Linked DNA regions of Mus musculus: regions 1 and 2 are each linked to region 3. A link is a contact called in public Hi-C and HiChIP or PLAC-seq data. All regions are on one chromosome and are shown on one strand. The core of a region is the stretch at or near the end of the contact, and the rest is flanking DNA. Distances in the headings are between cores, read along the strand shown.

Evidence for each region. A called contact is a pair of places that touch in the nucleus more often than the background predicts. HiChIP or PLAC-seq counts read pairs in DNA pulled down with a chosen protein or histone mark.
Region 1: a Hi-C map of cortical neurons shows a contact between it and region 3, with 5 times the contacts expected there. The contact joins the enhancer-like site here to the promoter of Vstm2a in region 3. A contact is called at or near these places in 6 of 39 promoter capture datasets (the HPC-7 cell line, embryonic stem cells, hippocampal neurons and 2 more), 2 of 484 Hi-C or Micro-C datasets (both in cortical neurons) and 1 of 115 datasets of contacts at active chromatin or transcription factors (SST interneurons).
Region 2: an H3K4me3 HiChIP or PLAC-seq map of embryonic stem cells shows a contact between it and region 3, with 4 times the contacts expected there. The contact joins the promoter of Pno1 here to the promoter of Vstm2a in region 3. A contact is called at or near these places in 2 of 115 datasets of contacts at active chromatin or transcription factors (astrocytes and embryonic stem cells).

The regions. Positions count from the first base shown.
Region 1 is chr11:15,384,946-15,387,902 of GRCm38.p6, reverse strand. No RefSeq gene overlaps it. Among named protein-coding and RNA genes, the nearest start is that of Gm24707, 26 kb to the left of the region's middle. Within about 2 kb of position 1,427, at least 5 of the 459 cell types and tissues checked have an H3K27ac peak or open chromatin away from gene starts, as enhancers often do. A contact at or near this core is called in cortical neurons, where this site is marked.
Region 2 is chr11:17,210,263-17,212,962 of GRCm38.p6, reverse strand. Pno1 (partner of NOB1 homolog) reads left to right here and starts at 1,374. Exons shown (of 7, transcript NM_025443.2): 1 at 1,374-1,650; 2 at 1,826-1,975. The coding sequence starts at 1,456. It overlaps Wdr92 (WD repeat domain 92), which reads right to left and starts at 1,070. Exons shown (of 8, transcript NM_178909.4): 1 at 817-1,070. The coding sequence starts at 999.
Region 3 is chr11:16,256,444-16,259,261 of GRCm38.p6, reverse strand. Vstm2a (V-set and transmembrane domain containing 2A) reads right to left here and starts at 1,520. Exons shown (of 5, transcript NM_001290539.2): 1 at 1,176-1,520. The coding sequence starts at 1,254.

The DNA of each region.
Region 1 (2,957 bases), core at 178-2,677, 870 kb after region 3:
ACCCCATAGGAATACCAGCAGTCTCAGTTAATCTGGACCCATGAGATTTCTCAAACACTGGACCACCAAACAGGCAGTATATACCAGCTGATGTGAGACAGCCAACGCACATACAGTAGAGGACTACTGGGTCTGTTTTCATTCAAAGATGATGTACCTAACCCTCAAGAGACTGGAGGCACCAAAGAGTTTAGAGGTCAGGGGTGTGTGGGGGAGGGCACCATGGGGAGACAGAGGGTGGGGGAGGAGGTATGGGATGTGGAACAGTTGGAGGGTGGATGGCGATGGGGAATAAAATGTGTAATGTAAATAAATAAATTAATTAATTAAAAACCAAATATAAGAATTTTATAAAACAGCAATAGTATCATAGAATTATATGATAAACAACCCTTATCACAGGATGCAAGCACCTCCAGATTGATACACAATGCATCAATTTAATTATTAACCTATAAAGCCAGAATAATCACCAATTAACTGTACAAAATGTCGTTCAGTTCAGTAATTATCAGGATCTAAAACCCAATGTCTATCAAATCCTTTATATTGCCTTTCCCTTGGCTTCAAATCCAAATAGTACCTTGAGTGTTTATTAAATGTATTGGAGGTGGATGTCAGAAGAACCATAAACATGAAGGCTGCATATTACCTTATCCTTTTGTATGTAGCTTTGCCATGGGTCTGAAAATAATTACTGATATTAGATACATTACATTTTATATAAGTGCATTACAAAGATACTTTAATGCAATGTTTTACTAGTCAGAGGAAAGTCTCCATGACACTTCCAACAAGTTGCATTGCTGCTGTCTACAGTGCTTATACATATCTTCATGCCCTCTTCTGACAAGACAAACATGAGCACATCTGTTTGGTAGCAGACTCTGTAGTCCACAATCAAGTAAATGATTTCACACTGTTTGCCTTAATCATAGACTAAATCTCACACCTTGTCTTATACCTTAGTAATGTTGTGACCTCCTGATCCTAGAGTAAGTAACGTTTGAGTGTCATAAAATTGATGTGCTCATGTTACCACTTAGATGGATTTCTGTTCAAGACTACATAGATAGGACACAAAGAATTCCATCTTTGACTCTTCAGTTTTAGAAGCAGATATCCTTCCCAATTTCTCCTTCATGACCATTTACTAACAAATATACCCAAGGCTTGGTATGTTAGTAGAAGGGATGACTAACGGGATCTAAATAGTCATAAAAAGAAAATTCCCATGAACTGGGTAAACATGAGAAAAAACAAATGTGATGAATAGGAATGAGATACTACAGAAATTGATATTGCCAAGCGTATCATTTCAGCCACATTTCAATACTCATAACAATTACTTAGAATCAGCAACACCGCACAGCTAATCAACAGCATCTGTTCATCTTCACAGCTGTTACCCAGAGAAGTGCCACTCTCCTCCCCCCTTGGATCTAGACACACTGTGATTGTAATGAACACCTATCTTGATGAGCAATACAGCCTAACATCTTGGAGGAAATTCAAATAGAGGTCCATTTGAAAGTCAGAGATATGCAGTTACCAAGGAGACTCTCTTGCAAGTCAAAACACCAGCTTTACTTTGAGCAAGGCAACTTTATATTACAGATCCATCCTGCAATTCATTTAAATGTACTTCTCTTAACTGCTTAGGAAACAAAGTAGAATTGTAAATAACATTATCAGACATATACTTAAAGACTAATTCCTTCACTTATTCATCTATTCAGAGAAAGCACATGTTCTTTTTCAGCCATTGCTCAGGCTTTCAATTGAATACCCATGATTATGCTCCCAGAATAATTCAGCAGAACAAGAAAAGCCATGAGAAAAACACAGAGGAGTATTAACTGGATCAAAGATCCATCAGGCTATAAAACAGCAATGCAGAAGCCAAACTGACATAGCTCCAAGGGAGACTTCTCTTCTCTGACATCCGAGATGCAAACCCAGATCTGAATAACACTTTTATGTAAGTATGGGGTCAATAGACTGACAATAATTTTATGAAGCAGAGAGAAAAAAAAAACACATGTTTCTCTCCACCAAGTATAAAAGTTATGGTCGGGATATAAGATAATAAATGATGAGAAGAGACTTGAGAAGAGACTGTTTTTGTGGATGTTGTTCTTGTTGTTTCTTTCTTTCTTTCTTCCTTCCTTCCTTCCTTCCTTCCTTCCTTCCTTCCTTTCTTTGTTTCTTTCCTTCTTTCTTTCTTTTTTTTTCTTGTTTTTTGTTTTGTTTTTTAGTTCTGTGGTCTTTATCTTGGGTATTCTGGGTATTTTGAACTGTGTGTGTGTGTGTGTGTGTGTGTGTGTGCCTAATATCCACTTATTAGTGAGTATATAGCATGCATGCCCTTTTGGGTCTGAGTTACCTCAATCAGGATATATTATAGTTCCTTCCATCTGCCTTTCTTTTTATTCAATAATTTTATAAGGAGAGAGATATCTACTGACTTCTATAGCATGTGTCTTACAGCTGACTATGCTGTAAAATTAATGTGCTTTTACAGATGTGATGCTCAAAAACCCATTTTCATGTGGTTTGTTGCATTTGTTTTAAGTAAATCTTTCTTCTACTTACTAATGCTCTTAACTTGTGGAGAAATTAATGATATAAGATGTATTTTTAATTAAGTAGTTATCTTGCATGGAATAGCAAAACTACTGTTTATGGAATACTTGGTATGTGCACTGTTCTAAGCATGTTAACTAAGAGTGTTGTTTGGCTTCCATTAGCTGTTTTAGCTTAGGAATAAAAACATTGAGGCTATGCTGGGGCCTGACAAACACAGAAGTGGATGCTCACAGTCAGCTATTGGATGGAACACAGGGCCCACAATGGAGGAGCCCGAGAAAGTACCCAAGGAACTAAAGGGGTCTGCAACCCTATAAGTGGAACAACAATATGAACTAACCGGTACCCTCGGAGCTCGTGTCTCTAGC
Region 2 (2,700 bases), core at 125-2,624, 950 kb before region 3:
CTTACATATCTTGCAATGGTCATTACTTATCCCTTATGAATGTGTATTTTATTTTATTTTACGGGGGTTGTGGTTGTTGCAGATAGGGTTTCAAACTGAAATTCTCCTGCTGTTTTCTCTTGATTGCCGTGAGTAAAGGTGTGCAACACCACTTCTAGCTCGTGTTTTTCTTTTTTAAAAAGATAATAAACTACCTTCCACCATTATCACTGAGCTTTCTCACATGCTGTTTTTTGTAAGAAACTTCATACTCTACTCTAAATTTGCTTTAGTTAGTTTCTACTCGTCCTGCATCTGTTTTTACTTTTATAGACCTGCACATTAGAAAACTCATCTTGATGAGTTTACATGTATGTATGCATTCTTGGTCTGGCTGTTGGACTGTCTCCCCCAACAGAAAATAAACTCCATGATATAGCTGGCATTGCAATTCCCATGCCTGGGACTATCAGGCATTGAACTGACACTTCTTGAAAGGATGTGGTATTTACTAGTTCGTCATCAACTTTGTTGTAGGTATCCCGGTGCCTCCTTTGGTTTTGCTTGTATGAAATGTGGGTTTATTGCATATATCTACTAGTAGACTACGACAACTGCTAACAGCCTATAAGGTCCAAGAACGTTGCCACGAAATGTTAACTTCACTTCCCAGAAACCTTGCAACGGACTGCACGGAGGATGGTGGGAGGAAGAGGCTGCAGTGAGAGCCTAGTTTGAAGTATTTCTCAATCTGTCACCTCCTTTCTGTTTCTGCTGGAGCATTGAGGAATCAGACCCTAGATCACGCAAACCCAAACGGTCCAAGCCTGCACCCACCTCCCGCAGCAGCTTGAGGTCCCCGCGCTGGATCTCGTACACCTGGATAACGCCGGTGCCCCGGGCAAAGTTGCCCATCGTCACGAATTTGGCACTGCAGGGCACCCATTTGCTGTCGAACACTGTGTAGTTGAGGCCCTTTTGAATGTGGACAATGATCTGAGGCTTCTCGAAGGTGGACATGGTGTAGATGCAACCAAACGCTAACTTGGTAACCAGACTGCAAACAGATCAGGGGCAGTTTGTCCCTCCCTAGCCGCATTCTACCCGGAAGCCTTAGCAAGTTGGGCTTGGATGCCTCCGAAAATGCCGTGTGAGCTACTGAGACCGCAACAGATGCTTCTCCACACATGGCACAAGCTAATTTACTGCCGTTACCACAACGACTTTACATAGACACAGTAAAGACTGTGAATGCTTCGGCTGCGAGCGTATGAGGGCACGGAGACATTAGCAAACAGGCATATCCCAGGACAGCAATTCCGAAACGCGGACCAATCCAGCCTTAGGCCCCTGGCATGGACCCCGCCTAGGAAAAGGGGTGGTGTCTTCAAATCGATTGGTGGAGGCTGGCGCATGCGCTGTACAACCACGCACGTGTTCCTCTAGTCGTACTTGCCGGGATTGATCTTGGCCGAGATGGAGACGCAAAGCACCGGAACGGAGGACGGCTTTACTCCCGTCACGCACAGAGGGGGCCGCCGGGCGAAGAAACGACAGGCTGAGCAGTCGTCAGCGGCGGGACAGGATGGAGAAGCCGGACGCATGGACACGGAGGAGGCGCGGCCGGCGAAGAGGCCGGTCTTCCCGCCGCTCTCCGGGGATCAGCTCCTGGTGGGGATCAGGACGGGACGGGACGGGGCGGGGCGGGGCCCGGGCGTCCAGGTGAAAGGGTCGGTTCTCGGTTTTGTTTTGTTTTGTTGTTTTGGGGGGTTTGTTTGTTTGTTTGTTTTTTCGCCTAGGCCCGCATCTCTCAGTCGCCTCCTGAGTGTGTATGTTTTTATTGCAGACTGGGAAAGAAGAAACGAGGAAAATTCCCGTCCCAGGTAACAGATACACACCGTTGAAAGAAAACTGGATGAAGATATTTACTCCGATTGTAGAACATTTGGGACTTCAGATACGCTTTAACCTGAAATCAAGGAATGTAGAAATCAGGGTAAGGAAGAGGGTAGCCATTTCGTAGCCTACCATTTCGTAGTTTCAGCCTTAATAAAAGTAGACAATGATACACGGTAGTGCCTAAACAAGTGGTAATTGTAGGTACTTTCTTCAGTGTAAGTGCTCTTTTTGGAGGAAACGTGTGCCACTTAGAAAAAAATGTAAATTAATTCCTTTATTTTTTTTTCAGTAGATCTTCGGTGTCAGTGCCAAATTAATTTTCCCATATCACAATGCTTTTATTATGGTATTCTAGCCTCCTCGGCATTCCTAAGGGATAAAGGCCAGACACTTGACTAAGCCTGCCTTTCAAGTAGGAGACCCAGTTGTGTTTGTTTCCCTTTTTTTTGTTTTTTTTTGTTTTTGGTTTTTTTTTCCCCTGCCAGTATCTTTGGTGGCTCTGGTCTCTGGAGAAGGCCACTTTCTCTGCTGTCTTCTTACTTCAGTTCCAGTCAGCTTTCAAGAGAACTCAAGCTCTCTTCAGAAGTTTATACATTTCTGTTCTACTTTAGCTGCCTTGTTTACTGCAGGGTCATTGGTTTGTGTTCTTAGTATTTGCTGATACCATATATCAGATGCACAGTGATAGCTTAACGTATACCACATCATTTGTTCCTTAAGGTATGACATAGATGATATACACCCATAGACATGAGAGTGCTGGAGGATTAGGCAGGGGTGAGAAAACTTAAATCCTAGATGTTCATGGGACTTGCCGAGAGT
Region 3 (2,818 bases), core at 271-2,770:
ATCTCCACAAGTTAACCTTCACATTTGTTCCCTTCAAGCCATTGTAAATTGCAATATGTAAGGAGATATAAAAATCATACATCGCATGTTTAGATCAGATCAAAGATTATTTGAAAGATACCACAGAGACTCCGTCTAGCCCCTTTGCAACTAACCTTGACACTGCCAGCTTGTAAGATTAATAGATCCATGTGAAAGTCACAAAAATAAAATCCCCTCCCTCCCTAGAGGGATCCTCGAACATGGAATTTTTGTTTTTTTGTTAAGAAGGCGATTGTTCTTAGCTTATCCAAGGGGTACTTTGCAAAGACCTGATGTCTGTCTAGAAGGAGCCTTTTATTTGTGGGGGAGAGAAGAGGACAAGCACAGGCACACATATGAAAGGAGGGTGACTGAAAGGCTGGCAGGAATGATTACAGCCACTTTCTCCTCTTTTCTTAAAGATAGTGAATCTGGGTGTCTCTTTTCACTGTTTTATGAAACCCCAAATTGAGCAATAATTAAAGTGAACATTTTATGTTTTATAGAAATGGACACTATTCAAAAGGTACCGTCTGAAAAGGCTTTTCTGCTTACATTAGCTAGTGGACTGGGGCATTTCTGCTTGCAGAAGTGATGCAGTCTTCAGCAGGCAAAAACTGTGATTTGCTCATGGTGTTGAAGCAACCACCGCAGCCTGCAAAGTCCTGAACAACTGGGCCCAGCAGGCTGCTGCCTCTTATGATGCAATTCATAGCTCCTTGTGGGTCCTCTGGTAAACACATGGGGAAGAAGTCACAGGGACCAGAGAAGGGGACTACAGCTTTCTGCCTCCAGAGAGGAGCCCCTTCCAAAGAGCAGCTTTGTATTCCTGAGTGCTTGCCTTCTTCATGCACAGTGAAAATGCACACACACACACACACACACACACACACACACACACACACACACACCTGTGTATGTGCTCACTGAACTCACCCATCATTACCTGGCTTGCATCTACTAGATGTTTCTCGGAAACCTGGCTTGCTTGCAATTAATAAACTTTGGGAGAAAAAGCCCAAATGAACACTATTCATACTATCTAAACCCGCTATTGGCTTGGTTTGAGCCACTCTCCAGCTGTCTGTCCATTCTTCGAGTTGGTTCAGCACACACACGCATCACCACAAACACATCACAAGCAACCGACTTACCTTGAGAAGAAAGCCCTTGTTGTACATATAACACGGAAAAGAACATAAATCCAACAGACGCCAAAAAGATCCCCATCATGCCAAGGGAGTGGGGCACATCCGTGTAGCCCAGAGCCCCAAAACCTAAAAAGACAGATAGGCAAGCGTGTCCGCAGGCTGCTCTCAGAGCCTGGGGCGCGATACTGCACGCATGCTGCCGCTCATAGCAAAGAGTAGCTTGGACACAGGGGATTGCGACTAGTGAGGGATGGACCGAGCTGGCTGCGATCCGGAGGCTTCAAGGCACAGACCCGGGTTGCCACGCCGTGAAGTGTCTCCGCCGCCGGCTGGCTGCTTCCGCTACCTGGCAGTTCGTCCCACGTCAGTCGCTCGGCTTGCGTGCTCGCCGCCCTCCCCACGCCCAGCGAGCCCGCGGCGAGTGGAGCGGGCGCAGGGCGGCGCGGACTGGGCTCGCGCGGCGCCCAACTTTGCCTCTAATGGCTGCAATGATGCCTTTAACTCTCTGAGCGCCGGGACTGCGCACCTGCCGGCCGGGGGTGGGGATGCGGGGCCCTGGCAGATCTCTGCTCTCCAGTCCGCCTTTACTCCCATCAGTCAGCTCGGGTTTAGCTGGATCAGATGGCGTTTTGCAAAGAGAGAAGGACAGGTTTAGGGTCTTGGCGTTTGCTCTGGGGTAGGGGTTAGGGATTTCAGGAGGAAGTTGAGGCATTGTTAAAGACGGAGGAGGAGTGGGGTGGGTTGGGAGTGACTGCTTTGGGGAGATGAAAACAGCCCACGGAGGAAAAAGGCGCTTAACCAGTTATTAACTGCTCCAGCTAAAATGATCTTATGCTATTATTATTTCACCAGAATGTATTGTAAGCAGTTTACAGCCCAGGAGAGGCCATTCATGCAGGCACCAGATCACTCCAGCTGGCGAATGGAAGGCACAAAAAGTACAAAAGTCATGTATTAGAGAATGCTCCAGAAGGAAAAGTCCATAACGCTATGCGTATCATCTTTTTCATGCTTATACCCATTGCCTGCGTTGCCTCCCTCCCACAGTATTCTGGGTGGAGGAGGGGTTTTGCAAATCATTAAGGTCCTCTTTACAAGATTTATTTTTGTTTTGTTCAGTTCCTTTTGCATAACATTAATTACATAATAGTCTTTAGGATTATGTGAATAGACAATATTTTAGCAGGCTCTCTCTCTCTCTCTCTCTCTCTCTCACACACACACACACACACACACAGACACACACACACACACACACACACACACACACACACACACACACACACACACAACCCTCCAGTAAGTTTCAGGACTTGGAATAAGCCTAGTCATTTGCTTTGGAAAAGCTTGAGTTGTATACTGTATTCTTAAAATTAAGAATCTTAAAACAACAAATACACTCAGAAACTCCTATCAGTTCTTGCCCAACTCAACCCTGGGTCAATGAACTTGCATTTTAAATTTTATTTTTATCCAAAATCACCGAATAATTTAAATTATTTTCATTATAGTTTCCTATGTAGATAGACATATAGTCTTCCTTAGTAATTGGAAATATGCATTAATCTTAATAATGCTACCAGAAACCAGTGAAGTTTATATATTTCCATTTTATAAGTTTTGAGTTTGTGCTTGGCTGATGGCTT